2 separate regions of the Manis javanica genome follow, and region 2 is linked to region 1. The links are chromatin contacts, called in public Hi-C maps. All regions are on one chromosome and are shown on one strand. The core of a region is the stretch at or near the end of the contact, and the rest is flanking DNA. Distances in the headings are between cores, read along the strand shown. Region 1 holds the start of SRSF1 (serine and arginine rich splicing factor 1). Region 2 holds the start of MRPS23 (mitochondrial ribosomal protein S23).

What was found. A called contact is a pair of places that touch in the nucleus more often than the background predicts.
Region 2: a Hi-C map of blood shows a contact between it and region 1, with 4 times the contacts expected there. The contact joins the promoter of MRPS23 here to the promoter of SRSF1 in region 1. A contact is called at or near these places in 2 of 2 Hi-C or Micro-C datasets (blood and fibroblasts).

Annotation. Positions count from the first base shown.
Region 1 is chr4:149,901,635-149,907,302 of MJ_LKY, forward strand. It overlaps SRSF1 (serine and arginine rich splicing factor 1), which reads left to right and starts at 2,798. Exons shown (of 4, transcript XM_073235391.1): 1 at 2,798-3,121; 2 at 3,537-3,721; 3 at 4,120-4,292; 4 at 5,051-5,668. The coding sequence starts at 2,928. The coding sequence ends at 5,089.
Region 2 is chr4:150,032,530-150,037,611 of MJ_LKY, forward strand. MRPS23 (mitochondrial ribosomal protein S23) reads left to right here and starts at 2,648. Exons shown (of 5, transcript XM_017669374.3): 1 at 2,648-2,806; 2 at 3,328-3,498. The coding sequence starts at 2,763.

The sequences.
Region 1 (5,668 bases), core at 1,548-4,047:
GAGATCATTTTAAGAGCTTTTTTCTGGCAAAATAATATCCTATTGTTATCAATGGTGGGAAGCATTAGCCAAAAACAAAACAAGAAGAATCAAAGAATGAGGGAGGCCAGTCCTAAAATAAGAATAACAAGACTATATTATTGGATGACTTATTTGGGCTTGAAAAGTGGCCATCATTATTATACTGTGAAATGAAAAACAACCCTGTACCCACTGTGTCTACCCACTGACAGCAACATGATGAAGTTTCCATAGAAACATTCTGCTCATCTAATATCCCACCTTTTTCAAAGAGCAATTAGTAGTCAATAATAACCATTTTAACAGAAAATTTACTGGTAAAAAGGGGAGTTACAGCAGAACCCTGTTCTCAACATAGTTTCTAAGGAAGATGAGACAAATATAAATGAAATAAAGAGATATGTACTATTTCTTCCTTTTTCAGAAAATATTTATCACTAGAATAAGTGGAACAAAGAACTAGAGAATTATGCAGGTGAATTGTTCCTGAAAGTATTCCTACACACAGTACAATCAAGTATTCCTATTTTTGTGTCGCTTTACCTAGTAAAAATAACAGTTACCCCCAAGGAAGACAGTAGGGATTGACACACAAATACTGAAAACAGAATTTCCATATTAGTGAAGCCGTATTTTAGGGCAAATTACTCTAGAACTTCTCTCCCCTCCTTCCCACAAAGCCTTTAGAGAAACGGTTCTAGTGACTTTACTGATTGTGGAAGTATTTTTTAAGTTTTATTAAGTTAGAATTTACTAAACAATTCACTTGGTTTAAATGTACACTTCAATGATTTTTAGCATATTTACAGAGTTGTGTAACTATCACCACAGGTAGAGTTTTAAGTGTTTGGCAAATCATTGGAAAACTGTGTCTTAGGATTTCAACCCTGATAGTAATTAACTGAATTTTTTTTTGTACAACCCCCTCCTCCCCACCCACCACTACAAATAATTATTTCCAGGGTAAAGTATAGTGCTGACACTAGTACACACTTACTAGATTGAATTGAAAGCACTTAAAAAGTTTTTTTTTTGAGGAAGTAACCTTTCATAAATAGCAACAGTGTAGAGAATAAGGCAGCTTCTAAGAATTAAACTGGTAAAATCCATATGTATAAATTAGTTGGCTGGGGGAGCAATCCTTAAAACTGCCTGTGAATGTGTAACTAAAGTTTAGAAACACTTTCAGCCCCTAGTTAAAATGAAGATGTAATCTCAGAAGGCAGAGCTGGAAGTGGTTGTAATTCGGTCAGCAAAAATCTAATCAACTGACTAGTATGGGGTTTTGATACATTTTACACGAAGATTAGCCCGCAGCAAGAGAATTGCCAGTCTTTACCCAGCACTGTCCTGGGAACAGACACACAAAATCCAGGGGGTATGAATTTCTTCTTTTAAGAGGTATAGCTCCATTAAGGGGCAGGGATCAGATCTCACCATGATCTAAATCTCACATCAGATCTAATTAAATATTCCTCAAAACGATTCACTTGATTTTGTTTTGATTCCTCATTCACTAATCAATTGCCAGATTTGCTTTCCAGACCTGCTAAAAGTTATCTTGGTGTGTACATTTTGAGATAAAAGCTTAGTTTAAAAAAATATAATTGAAGGTTCGTCTAAAGGTTAGCCAATCTGTCCTTCCCTCCGAAATTTTCAAAGGTTCTTTTCTCTTTTGGGATATACAAACACCGTTAAAGAATATGAACAAAATTTCAAATCCTCTTCTCTTTGCAGAAAAAAAGCACATGCACACATACACAAAATTTCGGAAACCATCACGGAGTTAAAGGAATACCAAAGATCCTCTATGAAACTGTGGAGGATCAAATTTAATTTGTATTTTGGAATCAATCACTGAAAGACATTTGTAAAATATACTCAGTCAACTTCCAGAACTAACTATGCCATTCTCCTAAACAATCTATTTTTTAAATCTCAAAGGCACTTCATATTTTGAACATACTTGTGTTCCCTTATTAACTGTGACTTCTGGGAAAAGCTGACTGAAATACGCAGTTCATCTCTAGGAACTCACTGAACCTCTCCTCCAGGCTAGGCCTAGCGATAAGCAACCAGAGAAGCAGAGGTTTGGGTCCTAGCTGGCAATTATCACCAGTGACTGATCAGGCCACGAACCACCTTGACTTGAGCTATACAAAGTTAAATTCTGAACCGAAGATGGAACGGTATTTAGTGTAGAACATTTACTAAATAATCTAAGCTGGGTTCGCGAGCAATTGTCTTGTAGCCCTTGGCCTGTTCACAGAACTCGGGGAGGACAAAGCCCTAGCTCTCGCCGGAATCACAGAAACCTCGGCTGCAGGACTACGCGCACTCTCCACACGCCCGGTTTCCGGAGCAACCATCTGGCTCCCTCCCCTTTTGACTCCGCCCCCAAGCCTTTCCCGCCAAAGTCCGTTAATGCCTCAGAGCATGATGGGAAAATGCACTAGGTTTTACCGAACCGTTTCAAGGCGCGTTGTTTTAAAAGAGGCTCATTACTGGGGAAACTGACTATCCTTTAAAACTCGACAAGGATTAATGACCTCTTAACGAGGGCTACGTATTTAATCTTTCCCAAACAGCCAGTCACTCCATTAGCAAACTACTCCGCAAATCGGGAACGCAAGGAACTTTTTTCTCCCTTCGCGCGGAGGGTGACGTTGCGCGTGCGTGAGCGGCTGCGTCGCAGGGCCGTTTACGTTCTTGCGCGTGCGTAGTGAGATCGAATAGCTGTTTTCCCCTGCTTCTCTTCCTCCCTCCCCCCATATCCGTGCGCCGAGCTGATAAAGGCGCCATTTTGGAGGGGCCGCGGGAGACGTGGTGTCGCTGCGGGCTCGCTCTGCCGTGCGCTAGGCTTGGTGGGAAGGCTTGTTCTCGAGTTCGCGCTTTTCGTCGCCGCCATGTCGGGAGGTGGTGTGATTCGTGGCCCGGCAGGGAACAATGATTGCCGCATCTATGTGGGTAACTTACCTCCAGACATCCGAACCAAGGACATTGAGGACGTGTTCTACAAATACGGCGCTATCCGCGACATCGATCTCAAGAATCGCCGCGGAGGACCGCCCTTCGCCTTCGTTGAGTTCGAGGACCCGCGGTGAGGCAGCTTGGGGCTTGCGGCCTTGAGGAAATAGGTCGGAGTAGTTGGGAAAGGCCTTTAACATAGAGAACGGGGACGTGGGGGTCTTAGGTTGGGGGCAAGACGATATCTCCCAGGCAGGAGTTGAGTAAGGAGCCGAGTCGGTGTGGCGTCTGTGGGCCCTGAACCTCACGGACGTCCCCAGAGCCGACTCGCAAGCTCGAAGCGGGAAACTGAGGCGCTGAGGGCTGGTGTGTTCGGGAACCTGGAGTGCCGGGTGGGGGAAGGGCAGTTCCCATTATGCAGCGCATGTGGGCTCCTCCACGCTGAATGCGCATGTGCGGGGAGGAGGGGGCAGCTGGGTCCCGACTGAGTGGGCTGCCCCTCCCCGTCCTCTTTCTTAACGCCCGTTTGCTTTTCTGTGATCACGCAGAGATGCGGAAGACGCCGTGTATGGTCGCGACGGCTATGATTACGATGGATACCGTCTGCGGGTGGAGTTTCCTCGAAGCGGCCGTGGTACAGGCCGAGGCGGCGGCGGGGGTGGAGGCGGCGGGGCTCCCCGAGGCCGCTATGGCCCCCCGTCCAGGCGTTCTGAAAACAGAGTGGTTGTCTCTGGTAAGTTTATTGTGTGGATTGATGAGAAGGGTCGGAAACCACTGTAAAGTTTTCTTTGCGTGACCAATTTGACAAATGTAATTTTTTGTGCTTCGTCTTTAATTTCTCGTGTGAGTTGAGTAGGTAAGTATTACTGTAATGGAGACAGACCAAATTATTTACCCAGAGTATGAATATTTTTTACCTAGTTAATTTTGGTTCTGGAATCTGGAAGATTTAAGGGTTTCCTAAATTAACAGCTCTTTACCTAGGACCTTAAATATAATCACCAATTTGAAAGTAATCTTTGTTCTAATGTAACATTAAAATTTTAAACTATTTAAATTACTGAAAATTAAGAAAATTTTAAGTTTAGTGTGAAATTTGGGCTAATTAGTATTGGAAAAAAACTTTTTCAGGACTGCCTCCAAGTGGAAGCTGGCAGGATTTGAAGGATCACATGCGTGAAGCAGGTGATGTATGTTATGCTGATGTTTACCGAGATGGCACTGGTGTCGTGGAGTTTGTACGGAAAGAAGATATGACCTATGCAGTTCGAAAACTGGATAACACTAAGTTTAGATCTCATGAGGTAGGTTATACATTGATTCTTTTCTTTGGCCAGAATTGGATACAGTGGTCTTAACAGTGGAATTTGAAGGTAAGATTCAGGAAAGGGTATCCAAGTAAAGTGCCAGATTTCTGGTTTTAGTTACATTGTATTCGTTCAGCATGCCTGAAGACAGGTGAAAGCTTCGATTTTTCAATCGAAAGTTCTGTCTATTCAATAGGGAGAAACTGCCTACATCCGGGTTAAAGTTGATGGGCCCAGAAGTCCAAGTTATGGAAGATCTCGATCTCGAAGCCGTAGTCGTAGCAGAAGCCGTAGCAGAAGCAACAGCAGGAGTCGCAGTTACTCCCCAAGGAGAAGCAGAGGATCACCACGCTATTCTCCCCGTCATAGCAGATCTCGCTCTCGTACATAAGATGATTGGTGACACTTTTTGTAGAACCCATGTTGTATACAGTTTTCCTTTACTCAGTACAATCTTTTCATTTTTTAATTCAAACTGTTTTGTTCAGAATGGGCTAAAGTGTTGAATTGCATTCTTGTGTAATATCCCCTTGCTCCTAACATCTACATTCCCCTCTTGTCTGATAAATTGTATTTTAAGTGATGTCATAGACAGGATTGTTTAAATTTAGTTAACTCCATGCTCTTCAGACTGTGATATTGTGTAAATGTCTATTCTGCTCTAGTTTGTGTGAACTGGGATGTTGGGGTGTTTGTGGTTATCTTACCTGGGGAAGTTCTTATGTTTATCTTGCTTTTCATGTGTCTTTCTGTAGACATATCTGAAGAGATGGATTAAGAATGCTTTGGATTAAGGATTGTGGAGCACATTTCAATCATTTTAGGATTGTCAAAAGGAGGATTGAGGAGGATCAGATCAATAATGGAGGCAATGGTATGACTCCAAGTGCTATTGTCACAGATGAAATTGGCAGTATTGACCTTATACTAAAAGACAAGGATTAAAAATGATTATATACATCTACCTTAAAACACTTGCAAACCTCTGATGCAATTATCTTTAGCTACAATTGCTTTGCTCTTTAAACCTTGGCAATTGTGGCAAAATTACATTGCCCATTTTGTAACGTTTATTTTGCTCCCTTCCCCCCTTTTTTGTTTTAATAGGGACTAATGTGGGAAGAACTGGCTAATTTGTCACAGTGCTTAGTTACAACTGTTAATGTGTGACCTGCTGTTGGTGTACATGTGGGTACAGGGTGTCTTTAATTCCAACCAGATAGAGTATAATATCAATACTGCTAAATCTGCATGTCCTCTGTGTGACTGATATAGCGTTGCTATTTCATTTTTTTAAGACAAAATGAAAACAAAATATAGAATTCCAACGTACTGGTGTAGATAATTTAGTTGGGAATACTTTTTAAGTCTCA
Region 2 (5,082 bases), core at 1,398-3,897, 130 kb after region 1:
GAATTTCATCAAAATGCTGCAGTCCCAGGTGGCAATCAGTAGTTTATGGGACACAACAGTAAGAGCAGTGCTATAATAGCCATCAGGATTGTTTTGAGCCCTCGCTATGTGCCAGGTGCTGCAATTAGTGCTTTACATGAATGAATGATCACTCTTACTCTTGCAACAAGCCACTCGGATAACTGACACTGCCATCCACATTTTAACAGCTGGGGAAACAGAGGCTTAAAAAGTTATGTAACTTGCCCACATGATTAGTGGACACATCTACAGTGTGATGTGGTAGGATGAAAATGGGGCCAAGTGGTGTAGTGGAAAGAATATGTTATTTTGGAGAGTTTATAAGTTCTGTTTCCTTATCTGTAAGACTGCCAGGACATTACCTATGGCATCAGGTAGTCAAACAATTGAATGAGATAATCCAGGTTCTGGGTTCAGGGCACGGCATGAGTGTATGAGCCCCTTGCAGCCTTGAGAGGTCCTGGTGAGAAGACAGAAAACCTGTAATGTCAATTCTGCCTGCTCCCAGCTGCCTGTTCAGCTTCCTCCTATATTATGAATGAACCCTCCCTGGGGCACCCCCTGCCTGCTGCAGGCTCAGAGGGTTCCCAATCCATCTTGCTCACATGTCTCCATGGTCCTCCTACTCTATCTACTAACATCTGCTCCCTCAGTCACTAAAACATTAAACATGATGCTGCAGGAGAAACTTGAAGGGCTCAGAAATGGAAGGGATTTCCCCAGAAGATCTAGAGAGAAAATATTCCCCTTGCAATTCCTCCCCCATTGAGGGTTTGAGTATTTGGCTCCCCACTCCGAATTTGGAATAACTCCTTCCAATTCTTTAGCAGCAGTAACTGCAGTGGCCTATGGGGGCAGGCCTGAGTGGGAGAAAGGAAGTATGCGGTCTAGGCTGGCAGCTAGCTCTGACTTGGACAGAATTAGAAACTTTCTATGGGTCTGGGAAGACTATATTTAGCCACGAGCCTGTTTGCTCTTCCCAGAGCAAAGTATGTCATACCTTTCTGGGACTGGAAGACTGGAATCTCCACACTTGGCCCAGCAGCCAGAGCTGTGCTCTTCCTTGTTCCAGAGGGACCCAAGGCAGCAGTAAAGCCCATCTCTCGGTCAGCTGTGGGCATCAAATCACTCTGTTCCCTGTCCCTGGAGCCAGTTTTGCCGGACGCCCTCCATCCACCAGTCTCCAATTTGAAGGCATAGCTAAGGTGGCATTTCAGGGTCCTGGAAAGGGCCCAGGCTGGCCTGGAAGCCTGGCTCTGTGTTACCTATCAGACTAGTTACTTAATCCCCTGTGGCCTCACTTTCTCATCTATATTGAGGATGATAACAGCCACCTTGTGAGTAGGCGTGTGGATTCTCTGAGAAAACACAAGCAGTAGCTGCTCATCAAACATTTCTTTCCTCCTCCTCGCCAGCCCCTCACTCAGTGGGAGAATTCTGGGATGACTTGATGCTCTTTCAGGCTGACAAAAGATCATGGGCTCCTGGGAGATATTTTGTATGTATGTGATCCAAAACATGTCACTGGATTTAAACGTTCAAATATGAATACAAACTTTTTACAGGTTTAAGTCTGAGGGAGATACAAAGAAAAAAGGTCCCCTTCTCCAGCAATTTCACTGGAGATAACCAATGTTCACAGTCTGTGCGTCCTTCCACATAGTTTCTATTCTCGTGCAAACACAAACACAAATAAAGGAGTTTTCTTCTTTCTCTTAGCAGGTTAGGATCCCACTAAAGGCATTTCTGGTCATGGGCATTCATCTAGGCAAACACACTTGATCTCCTTCATTTGAATAGCTGCATAGGATTCTGCAGACTATATGAACCACGCTTTTCCAGCCATTTCCCATTTGACGGACTTCTCCCCACTACAATAATGCTGCAATGCCGATCCTTGCACAAATATCCTCATGAAATTGTGTTTTCTATGGGGTACTTTACCCGAAGTATGATTATTGGACCTAAAGGTAACCCTGAGATACTACTTTCCCCATATTTTTGAGTTTCCTTTTCGGAATGCGTATTCCGGACGGACACTCACTTTTCAAGCTGAAAGAGCAGCTAGCCAGCACGCTTCCCGCAGAGTAACTCTAGTTGCCGGCAGCATCCCTGTTAGAGCGGATGCAGAAGGCGCTCCAGGGTCTGAGGCTTTAGTGGGGAGCGCTAAACAGCAGGAGACGGAGGGCGGAGGCTAGGACTCTAGTGCCACCTTAGGCAAGTGACTGCTCCTCCCAGGGCCTCGGTTTCCTTCTGCATAGTCTGTGAGTCCAACTAAGATTAGGTGCAGTCCGGGCCTGCAGCTGCCGACCTCTCCCCTCGGCCTCTGTGGATTCCACGGCCTGGGTTAGTTCCCCGGGACTTTGGAGGCACCTCCCCATCATCCTCCCGCGGCGTGGCCCCACCTTCTCGAGAAGAGTCGGTACTGTGAAGCCAAAAGGGAAAAAGCAACCACCACAGTTAATTCCTCCTCTACATCGGTCATTTATTGCTTCTGCCCGGCTTGGGCTCGCTCCCTCCCTTCGGCTCGGCTAGCGAGTGTTCCCGTCTGAGCCTGCCGGGTGGCCTCGGGGCGCTGCAGTTCGGCCCATCCTTTGCTTCTGCCTGGCTCCGCTCTCCCGTTGGGGCCGCGGCGCCAGAGCGGCAATCCTGGGCTCGGTCAGCAATTTACGCCCATCTGCCTGCCACTGGCGCTTCCGGTTCCGGTAGCCCCCGGTTGCGTCTGATCCGAGGTGTCCGTCATGGCGGGGACGCGGCTGGAAGCCGTGGGCAGCATCTTCACGCGGTGTGTGCTCGGACCCGGGCTGGGCTGAGGGCGCCTCCCCGGGCAGAGGTCCTCAGCGGGCCCCGCTCTTCCTTGGGTGGGTCTGAGCCGGCGAGGCCTTCTCCGGAGGGCCGGTGCTGGAGCCGAGGGAGGCTCTCTTGTGCTCTTGCCTGCCTCCGAATAGTTGTGCTTGACGACACCACTCCTTGACTCTATCACGTTTAAGATTGCACCTCTACCCCTCTTCGGGTGGAGAGCTCTAGGAAGAAGAAGGAGGCCGATGGGCCAGGCTGGACCATCTTTGCGTTTTCCTCGACGGGACAAGGGATGGGGAAGGCGGGTGGGACGCGTAGAAGATGATAGCATTGTTAGGTTGGTTTGTAATGTGGAAATGCCTACCTCTAGGTGGGGAGCACCCATGCTCTGGTCCGTCTTCCTGCTGGTCCATGAGCCCGTAGATGTCTCCGGTTGTGGTGGCTAAACTGATTCAGGGGCTTAGGCTGTTGTACATGACAGGCCTTCGTTCTTTCCCCTTCCTTAAGGACTCGGGACCTGATGCGGGCTGGGGTGTTGAAGGAGAAGCCTCTCTGGTTTGACGTATATAACGCCTTTCCCCCGCTGAGAGAGCCGGTATTCCGAAGGCCCCGCCTGCGATATGGCAAAGCCAAGGCTCACATCCAGGACATCTTTTATCACGAGGATCGGATTAGAGCGTGAGTGCGAAGCCCACAGGGCGGGCAGGACGCAGCAGAACTTCCGAAGGAAAGGTTTAGCTAGAAGTCTGGTAACTTAAATAGGAATTGAGTCCGGGCTGGCCCTGTGGCGGTCTTATATATCTAGACAAACTAGGGAGTCAGCGCCCCTCCCCGACGTGAGAGATACAAGGTGAGAAGTGGAATCTGGAGTCCAGCAACGGGACTGATCAACTTGCAGTTATAGCTGCCTCTTTCTGCACATCTGTTTTGTGGCAGGCACTGTGCTAAGCCCTTAACAAAACAAACATTATCTCATTTAGGCCTTACTCCAACCCTGTAAGGTAGGTATCCTTGTCTCCATTTTATTGATGAAGACTGTGAGCCTCGAGGAGGTCAAATCACTGGGAATTTACTGACAAACCATTTTCCTCAAAAAACTGATGTCAGTTAGTTTTTAGTACCTAGAATTTGTGTAGTTACTTTTTTCTTAAATGTTAACATAAGAGGTTGTGCCTAATTGAAATTAATACATATCCTTTATTTTCAACCCTGTTCTTGGATGTAAGAAAACAGAATTTACAGTCATTATGTTCTCTGTTGAGGTTAAGGCGTCTTTCATTTTAGTGAAATTTTTTTCCCCCCAACAACACTCCTTTGAGATAGGGAAATAAATATGTTCTTGCTCAGCTTGGAAATTTTCAAGGTAGGACATGAGATTTTGGGGGCATTAAATACTTTTTCAGCACTTTTCTGTTCAGGCCCATTGTATATACTTGGTTGGGATGTGTTTGAAGTTCATTTATACGTTAATTGTACTTCTGTGTGGATTGTAGTGGAACTGGGTTATAGGTCATTGGAGAATGTGGAATAGTTTACTGCTCTCTTTTATTATTACTGTTAATGCTAAAATAACTTGTATTTAAGTAGTTTTGTTAACCTTTATCTTTGTGGGGTTTTTTTTGGTGTTTTAAAGAACATTTTATAAATAAAATGAATTCTAGATATGTCAAAACCTGAATGAATATAAAAAGTGAAATCATAAAAGTACTAGAAGAAAAAATGGGAGAATTAAAAAAATAATCTGAGTGATAAAGGTCTTTCTAAGCATGACGTAAAACCCAGAAGCCATACATGCAAATACTAAAATTTTCTGCATAAAAAAATGCCACAAGCAAAATCAAAGGTCAGTTGACATACTGGGATAAACTTTTGCATCATGTATGATGAAGGGTTAATTTCCCATCTACATGCTATAAATATTCTTATTGGTGAATAATAAAAAGATCAAGTTAAAAAAAATGGACAAAGACCATAGACAGGTCACAGAAAAGGAAATTCAGTTTGCTTTTCCATACAAAAAAAGATATCTAATGTGTTTTATAAGCAAAACAAAACTATAATGAGTTGTAATTTTTCACCTATCAAATTGACAGATCAAAATGTTAAAACAAATAATTTGGTCCGGGTATGGGGAAATAGGCACTCATATGTTACTGGTTCAAGTGCGATTTGGCACAACTGCTTTTCAAAGCAATTTAGAAGGCCAAATTACAAATGCACATACCTTGACTCGATACCATTTTTAAAAATTCATTCACAGAC